Linked DNA regions of Sus scrofa: regions 1, 2 and 4 are each linked to region 3. A link is a contact called in public Hi-C and HiChIP or PLAC-seq data. All regions are on one chromosome and are shown on one strand. The core of a region is the stretch at or near the end of the contact, and the rest is flanking DNA. Distances in the headings are between cores, read along the strand shown. Region 1 overlaps LOC102159433 (a long non-coding RNA gene). Region 2 overlaps LOC102159433 (a long non-coding RNA gene). Region 3 holds the start of PLK2 (serine/threonine-protein kinase PLK2). Region 4 overlaps LOC102159433 (a long non-coding RNA gene).

The links. Hi-C and Micro-C count contacts between places; a contact is called where the count stands out from the background. HiChIP or PLAC-seq counts read pairs in DNA pulled down with a chosen protein or histone mark.
Region 1: a contact with region 3 is called in a Hi-C map of embryonic fibroblasts, with 6 times the contacts expected there. The contact joins the enhancer-like site here to the promoter of PLK2 in region 3. A contact is called at or near these places in 2 of 5 promoter capture datasets (fetal liver and liver), 2 of 47 Hi-C or Micro-C datasets (embryonic fibroblasts and epiblast stem cells) and 1 of 2 datasets of contacts at active chromatin or transcription factors (skeletal muscle).
Region 2: a Hi-C map of liver shows a contact between it and region 3, with 7 times the contacts expected there. The contact joins the enhancer-like site here to the promoter of PLK2 in region 3. A contact is called at or near these places in 3 of 5 promoter capture datasets (fetal skeletal muscle and liver), 20 of 47 Hi-C or Micro-C datasets (brain, embryonic fibroblasts, fetal heart ventricle and 10 more) and 2 of 2 datasets of contacts at active chromatin or transcription factors (alveolar macrophages and skeletal muscle).
Region 4: a contact with region 3 is called in an H3K27ac HiChIP or PLAC-seq map of alveolar macrophages. The contact joins the enhancer-like site here to the promoter of PLK2 in region 3. A contact is called at or near these places in 2 of 5 promoter capture datasets (both in liver), 17 of 47 Hi-C or Micro-C datasets (brain, embryonic fibroblasts, fetal heart ventricle and 9 more) and 2 of 2 datasets of contacts at active chromatin or transcription factors (alveolar macrophages and skeletal muscle).

Annotation. Positions count from the first base shown.
Region 1 is chr16:36,845,700-36,848,399 of Sscrofa11.1, forward strand. The region is part of intron 3 of LOC102159433 (a long non-coding RNA gene); the gene reads left to right. Among named protein-coding and RNA genes, the nearest start is that of MIR9799, 110 kb to the left of the region's middle. Within about 2 kb of position 1,327, at least 5 of the 83 cell types and tissues checked have an H3K27ac peak or open chromatin away from gene starts, as enhancers often do. A contact at or near this core is called in embryonic fibroblasts, where this site is marked.
Region 2 is chr16:36,952,642-36,955,341 of Sscrofa11.1, forward strand. All of the region lies in intron 6 of LOC102159433 (a long non-coding RNA gene), which reads left to right. Among named protein-coding and RNA genes, the nearest start is that of MIR9799, 220 kb to the left of the region's middle. Within about 2 kb of position 1,345, at least 10 of the 83 cell types and tissues checked have an H3K27ac peak or open chromatin away from gene starts, as enhancers often do. A contact at or near this core is called in fetal skeletal muscle, liver and skeletal muscle, where this site is marked.
Region 3 is chr16:37,303,836-37,306,535 of Sscrofa11.1, forward strand. It overlaps PLK2 (serine/threonine-protein kinase PLK2), which reads right to left and starts at 1,279. Exons shown (of 14, transcript XM_003133981.5): 1 at 885-1,279; 2 at 161-268; 3 at 1-27. The coding sequence starts at 1,154.
Region 4 is chr16:36,975,956-36,978,655 of Sscrofa11.1, forward strand. The region is part of intron 6 of LOC102159433 (a long non-coding RNA gene); the gene reads left to right. Among named protein-coding and RNA genes, the nearest start is that of MIR9799, 240 kb to the left of the region's middle. Within about 2 kb of position 1,421, at least 3 of the 83 cell types and tissues checked have an H3K27ac peak or open chromatin away from gene starts, as enhancers often do. A contact at or near this core is called in alveolar macrophages, where this site is marked.

The sequences.
Region 1 (2,700 bases), core at 77-2,576, 460 kb before region 3:
TTTTTCCCCTAGGTTGAAAAGCCCCTTCCTTCTCCAAGGAATTATCCATTCTGACAGTTAGAAGCCAGGTTCAAGTCTCAGGATTTGAGAGACTCTCCTGTTGGAGAGAAAGAGCTCTGTTCACAGGCAGTGAGCTCCTGGACATTATTATGAAGACCGTCTAAATGCCCTGCACACCCCACCTCCCCCAGCCTTTTACTACAGCCCCTGGGTAGCCTTCTCCTGGGCTTTTGCCACCTTCGGTGGGAGCCTGTAGCTGTATGCCCATGTAACTGCAACGGATGGGACACATCTATAAGGAGAGACTACCAGCTGAAGTTTCACCATTTTTCCAAAAAGGCAAAACACATTCTTCTCCATTTGCCTTTGAATGGCCTGTAATAGAAACAGGGGACCAAAGCAGGAAATAATCTCCCCTCATTTAACCTGTGCTCCTGTGAACAATTGTTGTAGCTCATATTTCAGAGACTGAGTGTAACTCGTTTTGCCCTCTACTTATGGTCTTCCTCATATAGCAGCATTTGACAAGAGAATCAAAATAGGGTTATGTCAGTGGGTCTAGAAAGCCTTGCAGGAGTTGACCAAAACTTCTTCAGAGACTCTCTAGCATCCAGTTTTTTTCTGAGATAATTAGAGATTCTCTGAATCTACTTTAAGGAAAAAAATCTCTCCATTCTCTTAGGTAGATTTTGGTTCATTTATTTATTCATTCATTTATCAAGTGCCTACAATGTGCCAGTTGCTGTGATTTGTAAGAAAAGCATAAATGAAGATGTGCCAGGATTTGAATGGGAGCTCCCAATGTTGACTCCACAAATTCCTAAGGGTGAACGACTTTCAAGATGCTTGTGATCCTCCTAGGGTGTGTGTGTGTGTGTGTGTGTGTGTGTGTGTGTGCGCGCGCGCGCGCGCGCACGAGTGTGCATGCATGTGCCCATAATGTAATGAAAAAAATCCAAGATTTAAAACAATTCCTAAAGAGGTTAGTGTAAAACAATAGTTAGTAACCATTGCAGAGGCTTATATAAATAGATAATTAGAATACTACATTAAAATTGCTATGTAATAGTTCTACATACAGTATCATATGAACTCACAGGTGGAATTATCACAGTGGTCCCTAACACAAAGTTTAGGGAAGCTATAGAGAGAAGGTAGAGTTTGTGTCCCACCTGTGAAGGGTGAATAGGAATTTGCCAGGTGACTTGAAGAGAGGATAGAGAGACACCAGTGTACCCTGAGGGGCAGTTTACCTCGAGTCTGAGGCTACCCTACAAGTTGGAGCATGACTGGTATTTTTTTCACTGCAGCTTGACAAATGGGGCATGTTTTGCCATTAGTCAACTATTACAGGGGAAGGAATTCCCTAGGCATGCCCTGGCTGACCACAGATGGCTGAAAGCACATGCAAACAAAGATACAAGCTTGGTGTGGAATCATCAGAAAGATCTCAAATGCTTGGTGCTAGGACAAGGTTGCAGGAGTGTCTCACTTTAGCATAGCTGCTGCTGTGCAGCCCTGAGCTGCGCTGGGGAAGAGGTCCCACTGAGGTGTACAGAGCCCTGCGTGGAGGTCAGAGGAACTGGCCCTGATTCTGCACCCACCCAGCTGTCTGCTCACTTATTCCCTCCAGCCACTCCCTCCCCTTCTGCATCTCAGAGTCACCCTTTACTGAGAGCCTCTAAATCCCAGCTTCTGTGCTAGGGGAACTATCTGCCCTGTTTCATTGAACTCTCCCAACATGTTACAAAGAAAGATTTTCCAAATGGGGAAACTATAGTCAGAAAATCTTATTAATTACATTGAGGTCTTGCAGCTAAAAAAAGTGGTGATGCCAGCATGAGAACCATAGTCGTTCTGACTCCAAAGCCCATGGCCATTTTGGTTAATCTCATTCATTCCGGATAAGTCTCCATCTTGATAATTCAACAGAGTTTTAATTCTCATCATCCTGAGGCTATTGACTTATCAGTGAAATAGCAACTGCAAGTGTAATTTAACACTTAGTTCTGCAGAGCTATGTGGTAGGCATATTGCTTACCAGGGAAGTTACAGAGCTGAGCATTTCTGCAAGTGTGTCAAGTTTTGATGGTAATAACGAGAGTTTGATATGAAATTTATAGGTTATATTTGAAGCTAAGATTAAACTGTCTTCTCTTTGCTCCAAATAGTATCACTGAGATCTGATTGTACCTGATTATTTTATTTTATTTTATTTTATTTCATTTCATTTTAATTTAATTTTGCTTTTTAGGGCCGTACTTGTGGCATATGGAGGTTCCCACTCTAGGGGTCGAATTGGAGCTACAACTGCCAGCCTTCGCCACAGCCACTGCAACATCAGATCCGAGCTGTGTCTGCGACCTACACCACAGCTCACGGCAACACCAGATCCTTAACCCACTGAGTTAAGCCAGGGATTGAACCTGCAACCTCATGGTTCCTAGTTGGACTCATTTCTGCTGCGCCACGACAGGAACTCCTGAGAGTACCCTTAAAGGTAAATGAATTTCAAATTGCAGAAACAAATTTGAATAACTAATAAGAGTTTAATCTGAGAATTATTACTCTATCAGGATCTACTTATAAAGTACTCAATTTAACCATAGCACAATAAATTATAAGTCAAAAGTCTTTTTTAAGAGGAGGAGATTGCTTGGCCTAAACTGATAAGTATTTTGAAACTTATATAGCATATTA
Region 2 (2,700 bases), core at 95-2,594, 350 kb before region 3:
CTCAATGACCCCTAAGTGGTAGTTTCAACCCCAGATCCCAGTTGCTGACTCTCAATTCACTTTTTCTCTCTGCCTATGACAATACAGAAAGAAAACTGAGTTTACAAACATTAAATATTGTTTTTAGAATTATGGTCTTTTATGTTGCTAGCAGCCACATAGCCTATTTAAGAAAAACATCAAATTGTCTCTAGTTTTTAGATACACATACTCATGGAAAAAGCCCCATGGATTAGACTGTCTAACTTTCTGAAACTAAATTTTCAAATTCCTGCTAGGGTTTATTTATTGGTTTGTCTGTTTGAGGAGCTAATCCTCTTTCAGAAGTATATTTCCCTAAGCCTAAATCATGCCCCCTCATGGATATAAAGAAGGTATAAGGTTTCCTTTTTAGATTTGGTTTCTTTGGCAAAACGGTCAAGGTCTCACAATGTCAGAGAATTACCCGATAGCAGCTATGAGCTTCTAAGAGACTGAGGGATCAATTTGAGTTTGGGGTAATTCATTCTTAGTAACTGTCTTTTATTCCCACTTCAACCTTTTCCTCCTCCATTTGTCCAACCCTCCAGCTTCAAATCCAATGGATTTGCCCTTGCAACTTAAATCAAATAGCTGTCCTCTACTTTAAATGTGCTTAAGTTTTTTGCTCAAATGGGGAGGTAAAAGCCTTTTAAACGATCATCAAAAAGCTCCAGCCCAACTTCCTCTGAACTTCTTTTAATCACACATCTGGTCTCATTAAATCTTATCTATGACAAAAGACACTGCCCAACATTTCCTCTCCAGCTGAGGCTTTGGCTCAAGACCCTCCAAAGAACTAACTCTTTGGAGTCTGGGCCAAGATGCAGACTCGGCAATAGTCAAAGCCACGGCAAGGACAGAGAGCTGATGAGTCCTGGGTCACCGGGGCTTTCTCCAGCAGGAAGCCAGAGCTCCTGTGATGACATGCACGCAGGATTTATAAGGTGGGGAGGCTGAACCAGCACTGTGTGAAGGACACAGATGATGTCACAAATGCTTAAGGGGCTGGGCTCTGCCTCTGGCAGCCTTGGCTGAAATACACGTGTGCTTGGAAGTTGTCAGCATTTGAGACGTGGGTAAACTCAAGCCAGTGGAGTTTACTGGTAAACTCTCTTCATTTCATCTCTCTTCATTCACGTAGTCGTGCTTTCTTAGATGGATTTTGACACATGTTGGAAACAAGTGGATAGAAAAAAGGGACTCTCAGATTATTGAATATCCATTGTGTGGACTGCAAAGGTTTGTTGTTTCCTTGACCTTGTGCACACCCTGTTCAGCTGTCCCTCTGGGACTTGTTCCATGGCACACAGTGTGTGACTGTCATCTGGCACTGGAGGCTGCTTTTGCAATAAAGTGCCTGGTCCATTGTTCACACTGTGTGAATATAAGGTGGTGGTCAGCAATCTTTTGCTCTGATGAGAGCATTCTGGCTTGCCTGGTAGCCAAATCTTATTGGATTTAGTCTGAAATGACTCTTTAGCAAGAATTACCTTTTTGGTTTAAGAATATAAGACCTATATAGGAGTGAGTCTAAAGTTTCTCTCTGTGTGTAGAGATATACTGTTTTACATAAACTTAGTACATAGTACATGCTCCTGGATATTATTTCCTAGAGTTCTATGCTCCAGGAAATTTTGAACCTTCAATTAGGAAGTACAAACTATTACCTGATTTGTCACTTATCACTTTATTTATTATTAAGCATACCCAAGGTTATAACAATAGAGCTAGTTTCTCTAAAACAAAGACACATTCTAAACCACACAAAGATGGCATCTTACAGTCCTTTAATCACAGGCCATACCTCTTATGCATGTATATTTGCCCATGAAGACTCTTTGACCAAAAAAGTGCCTCCCAGACAGTGAGAAAGTGTTTAAATTTAAAGATATCTCATGCTATTTCTGGTATGACTCATTTTTTTTTCTTCTGGAGAAGTAGGTGTAGAAGACAGCCAGAGAGGAAAAGCATTGGCTGAAAAGGCTAGAGTCATGCTGTAACTTTTTCAGAAAAACCATGAAGGGATATGCCTGGTTGAAGTGAAAAATCAGAAACAAAAAGGAGGTGAATTGTGAGGTCTCATATTTGCTAGGAGACTGACAAGTATATCTGGGTGGTTGTTTGGCTGCCTCTGCCAATATCAACTTTTTTCTGCCCAGCATCTCTTGATTCTTGAAGTTTGGATCTATGTCATTTCAGGGAGTTGGCTGTACTTTTGCTCCAGGGAAGCATCATATGGTGGACTAAGGCCATCAGGGCATTCAGGCCCTTGGCTTGGAGTGATTGAACCAGTACTGGGCAAGTGACCTCAGCTGCCACAGAACTTTTCCTGGGGTGCTGATAAAGATACAGCTCACAGAACTGTTGGCAGCTATCTCAGGACCATAAGGCCAGGTCCTGCCCAAATAAAATAATACAAAAGAACTGCAGCTAAAAAGAAGAAAACCTGAATATTTGTTATGTAATTTAAGCCCCTAGGTTAAGTAGCACTTGGAAGTCACTCTTCTTCTGGGGACTTTTTGGGCCCACAAATCAGCAGATACCCTAGCTAGGTTTTCTGATTCCCACAAGTGAAGGCATCTTAATGAACCATTGAGTAGGTCTGCATGAGAACCCTGAATTCTGTCCCCCATCCCCAGCTCTGACTTGGTTACTATCCTGACCACACAGAGATGTCCA
Region 3 (2,700 bases), core at 29-2,528:
TCTGTGAAGCTCTATTTCTTTGTCGATCTAAAGAAAAAGCAATATCAGTCTCATTAGCCTCCCTCAGCCCAGTTGCTTACACATGCAGAAGACATCTTCCTAACAGGGAAGGGCTGTCCCTGCACACAAAGAAAATACTTTACTCAACAGTCATACACACCTTTTCCCTTTGATGAGGTTTAGCTACTCTGCTGTGAGGAATAATTTTTGCAGCGTAGACTTTGTTGTTTGTCAAATCTGTCATCTCGTAACATTTTGCAAAGCCACCCTGAAAGGAAACAAAGCAGAGATGGAACTGAGTATGGCAGGAACATGGACGGCAAATACATATTTTTAACATATAAATGAAAAAAAACCCCACAAAATTATGGGAGAGAAAGGGTGACAGAGGGATGCAGTCTACTTTATTATTTTTTTTTTTAAAGCTCCTTCAGTTAGGGAAAAGCATCCCTGAAAACAGTAAGTTAAAACTGCCTTTTTTCCCTTGACAAAGAGGTGCTTTCGGGCGGTGGGGAGGGTGGGGGGTGGGGGCTGGGGAGAGGAGAAAAAAGGTATGAGGAGACTTGTCAAGAAAATTCTCTGGGGGCCAGGTAGAGAGAAAATTCTCTAGGTCTGGTGCAGAAAGCCCTCGCTTCTGGCTTCAAGATCAACGTCTTTAGGCTGCGTGAGGCAGACAGAGCCATGGCCAAGGATGTGAAGCCGATCCCGGCGCTGCAGGCGCACAAAAGCCAGAGTTGGGCAGGTGAGCAGCCCACGTCGCGCCGGGATTGGATCCCCCAGTAACCGAGAAGCGACGGACACGGGGACTCAGGGTCCGGCCCTGCTCGAGGACGCCGGGGCAGACCTCCCTCCCGCCTGGCAGCCGGGCGCCCGCCGCAAGTCACCTTTCCCAGCACTTTGCCGCGGCAGTAGCGCTTCCCCGTCGTGGGATCGACGATAATCCGAGAGATCTCCGCCCCCGAGTGCGAGTGGTGGTGATGGTGGTGCGGAGCCACCGGCTGCACTTGAGCCTGGGGCTGCGGCTGCTGCGGCTCCTCGGGGGGCGGCTGCGGCCGCTTCTTCTTCGAGTCCCCGCCGCAAGCCTTGCCCAGAGCCTGCTCGCACATCTTGGTGCTGGCGGCCGGCTGGTAGGTGATAGTCCGCAAGAGCTCCATGGTCGCCTCGTCGCTCTGCCCTGCCTGCTGCTACCTCCGAGGCGCGGACACACGACCGAGCCGGCCTCTGCCCTCGAATCCCCGCCGCTTCCAACCTCCCGCGCCCGTCGCCCTGGTACACTTGTGAGAGTGCGAACGCCCGGTAAAGTCTTATATACTGGCCGAGAAGGGGGTGGAGAATCGAAACGGGATGCGACGTCACGGACAACGCCCCGCCCACCGGCCGCCACAGCGGGCTGGTCCGAGCCAGAGGTCGCGACGGATCGCTGGCTTCCAGTTCTCTGGTGACGTGCGAACGCGTTCGCTCAGGCACTGGCTCCGGCTGCTTGGAGAGCTTCCCGTGACGTGGTGGTGGTGGTGGTGGACGCAGGCGTGCGGCTGTCCCTGGGACCACCACCCCATTCTTGGAATGCTCTGGCTTCTGGGTTTGAAGTAGAAACCCCAGGGCCGACGCCGGGCCCTGCCTCCACCGCCCAGCGGCCAGAGCTCAGGTCATCGCAGATTCCCTCCCCTTCACAGCCCTTCCTGACAGCCCCACCACCTGGCGCCTCCGGTGTCAAGGTGTGAGTGTACCCGGGGTCCACTGCACAGGCACGTGAGGCCTCCCCTAGCCGTCTGGAGGGCTTGGGGCTACCGCTGCACCCGCGCTTTTACCCCGCCAGTCTCACCCAGAGTGGACCTTTGGCGGGGGCGCACCAGTGAAAAGCAGGGGTTGTCGGAGCAGAGTGTCCCGAGCTCCGCGCCGCTTCCGAATGTGGCAAACCATTGCCGAATCAGTCCCACTTAGGCCCGTATGGCCTCTGTCCATCACCCTGGAGCAGGTCTTTGTCGGAGGTCAGACCCTTAACCTTGGAGGAGGCCGGTGCCTTCGGAAGGTTTCGCCTTCAGGCTGTCAAAAGACTGAGAGGCAAAGGCGCCATCTCCTGGAATATTCTAGAAGCTCAGCTAGCGGTCCGAGTGGGCAGCGGTTAACGACTATATGGGCTTTCTTTGACAGTAAGTGGTAATAAAAGCGCTCCTAGTGCTAATTAATGGTTTTACAGTGGAAATCGTCTATCAATTGTTATTCAGAAGGGGTTATGCAGAATGCGTCGTTTAAATGGCGCATTGAGCCACGTGGCTGCTCCTGTGCTGGGAGTCAGTCCTAAGCCTTCCAAGAGGAGAGGTTTGGTAGCGGATTGGTAGCGTGAGGGAGAATAGCCCAGTGAGCCAAAACATGGTTTAGCATCCTATTCCAGATTTTACGATTCAGATTTGCTAAGGAAGAACACTATTTTCTTTCTTGCTCTAATAACAATAATGCCCTTACTGTGCACGTCCTCATGTTTTAGTATTTTTAAATCCCTCCTTCTTTAAATTCTTCATCAGTTCTAAGTAGGAAATGTTATTCCCATTTTATAGATGAGGAATCCGGGGTTTAGAAAATTTAAGTATTCTTTCTATATATGTATTTAGTAGATCATCCAATTTATGTTAATTAGCAATAGACTTTTTAATTTAAAATATGGTAAACAGTCTTTTGATACTAATTTCCATTGCTGTTTAG
Region 4 (2,700 bases), core at 171-2,670, 330 kb before region 3:
CGGATTTGATCCCTGGTGTCGCTCAGTGGGTTAAGGATCTGGTATTGCTGTGAACTGTGGTGTAGGTCACAGACTCGGCTCAGATCCTGCGTTGCTGTGGCTGTAGCGTAGGACGGGTGTTATAGCTCTGATTTGACCTGTAGCCTGGGAACCTCCACATGCCACCACTGCGGCCCCCCACACACAAAAAAGGAAGTTTCCAGGCTAGGGGTTGAATTGGAGCTGTCGAATCGGAGCTATAGCCGCTAGTCTACACAACAGCCACAGCAACACCAAATCCAAGCCATGTCTGTGACCTCCACCACAGCTCATGGCAATGCTGGAACCTTAAGCCACTAAGTGAGGCCAGGGACTGAACCTGCATTCTCTTGGATACTAGTCGGGTTTGTTATTGCTGAGCCACAGTGAGAACTCCTCCCCGGTTAAAATTTCTTTTTAAAAAATTCCACTACAATCTCAAGGAAAAGAATTTTAACTTTTCCAACTATTCTTTTAAAAAGATAATTTAAGGAGTTCCTGCTATTGCACAGCAGGATCAGCAGCATCTCTGCAGCACCAGGACACAAGTTTAATCCCCCGCCCCTGCCCTCGCCAGGCACAGTGGTTAAGGATCCTGAGGTGCCGCAGCATAGGTTGCACACAAGGATCTGATCCCTGGCCTGGCCTGGGAACTCCATATACTGGGGGGAGGCCAAAAAAAAAAAAAAAAGTAATACAATTTGTGTGAAAGAAAAAATGTAATTTAATTCTGCAGATGAGAGTGAGATGTGAATGCCTTTTTAAAAAAGGAAAGCAAGTATTAACATATAAAAGGATAAGATATGACATCTGTCCTTAAAGTATCTTTCTATATAAACTATTGTCTTCTCTATACTTAAGCCTTGTTTTGGGTGTTTTTGTTTTTGTTTTTAAAATAATGGACCTCTTTATGGAATTGTATAAAACATCATACTAAATATTCTAAGATATACCAGTTGCCTCCTTGGATGAGTGATCTTAAAAACAACACATATTGTATGCATGCTACTAGAGTATGCTTTTATGAATTTGGGTTAATATCCTTCAAGCTGGGAGCAATGACATAATTGTTCAGTGCTATGTCATCAAGATGTTTACTTGGGGAAACGGGTGAGGTGGTGTGGGCTGCTGACTACAGACACGAGGGCCGTATGGATTTCAAGTTTGCTGAATCATTTGCCACAGAACTACTGAATATTCTCACTGGATCCTACATCTTTACCTAGAGGCCTAGGCTGGGACGTTTCTTTAAAGCAAATATTTATTTGGTTTACCTTGAACCAAAGAGTAAAACCAAGCATGACCAGAATATTTCTAGAAATGCTCCTAGACAAGCTTACTTTAGATGAAACAAGAAATGATTCAGAGTATGGCTTAGTTCCTTCTGAATCAGTCATTTCACATGGATAGAGGAAGGGAAACAGAAACAGACAGACAGACTTAATGCTATCCCTGGAAGAAGAATTATACCTTCTGTCCTCAAGATGGAAGCTACATCCCTACCATCAGGATAGTTCCATTGATATTTCCCCTCAATTAGTATTGCTCTATATTACACTAAAACAGCAACCTTATAAAAAAAAACAAACCCAAAAACAAAACAAAAAACAAACAAACAAAAACACTCCTCTACTTCCTCCAACATCCAAACATAGTTGTTTCAATGGCTTCATTTCTCACGTGATTGTGTTGATTGGGAATTGTAGTCATTGTTCTTACAAGCGTCTGTTGGGGAGTTTTTATTTTGTGACACTTTCATTGTAAAGCTTTTTCTATCATCATGTTGCTACCATGTGGGGATAATGCATTCTTTTGGTTGTAAACCAGACTTTGTGTTTTTTAAGCTTTTTGGAATATTTATGTGACAGCCAAGGTTGGAAAATCAATTTTTATTTAATTTTTGACTGGCTGAATAAACTCTATCCCTCTCTTTGTCCATTTGTAAGAAAGCACAGCAAAGAAAGTGATCACAGGAAACTTCCTCTGCCTTTTTTCCCCAGGCATTTGGAAAACTGAATTCTCTGTATTTCACAAATCTAATCCCTCCTTCCTTAAATATCTCTCTTGTAGCAAATGAGAGGCAATATGGCACAGTGGATAAGTGCAGAACCTTGAGCTAGCATGCTAGGACTTTATTCTAGCTCAACTATTTGCTGGCTGTGTGACCGTCACCATGTCATTTAACTTCTCCATATTTTAGTTTATTCATCTGAAATAGAGGATAATAATAGTAACTTCATAGGATTGTTGCAATGATTCTGTAAATTAATACATGTGAAGTGCTGAGAACAGTGCCTGGCACAAAACAAGCACTCTTGAGCATATTAGCTACTCGATCATCAGAGCATCCCAACCTCCACTCACATCCGGGCCATTTTGCCCAGCCTTCTGCCAGCTGAGTCATTAGCACCATTGCTCAAATTCCCTCTCCATTATTTGACTTTATTATGACTTTGTTATTACCACTCTGTCTTTTCCCCAGCTTCAAAGCTCTTCAGAATCTAGGCAGACTCTACATAAGAGATGTATTCCTTTGAAAAGAGGCAGAACATATCATGAGTCATGACATTGTTTTAATGAAATAACCATACAAGATGAAACCAAGAAGAGATTTGAGTAGATCTCTGAATGCAGTGCAGCATATTGTACTTTTAAGTTGACATCCACTTACTTTCAAAAGAC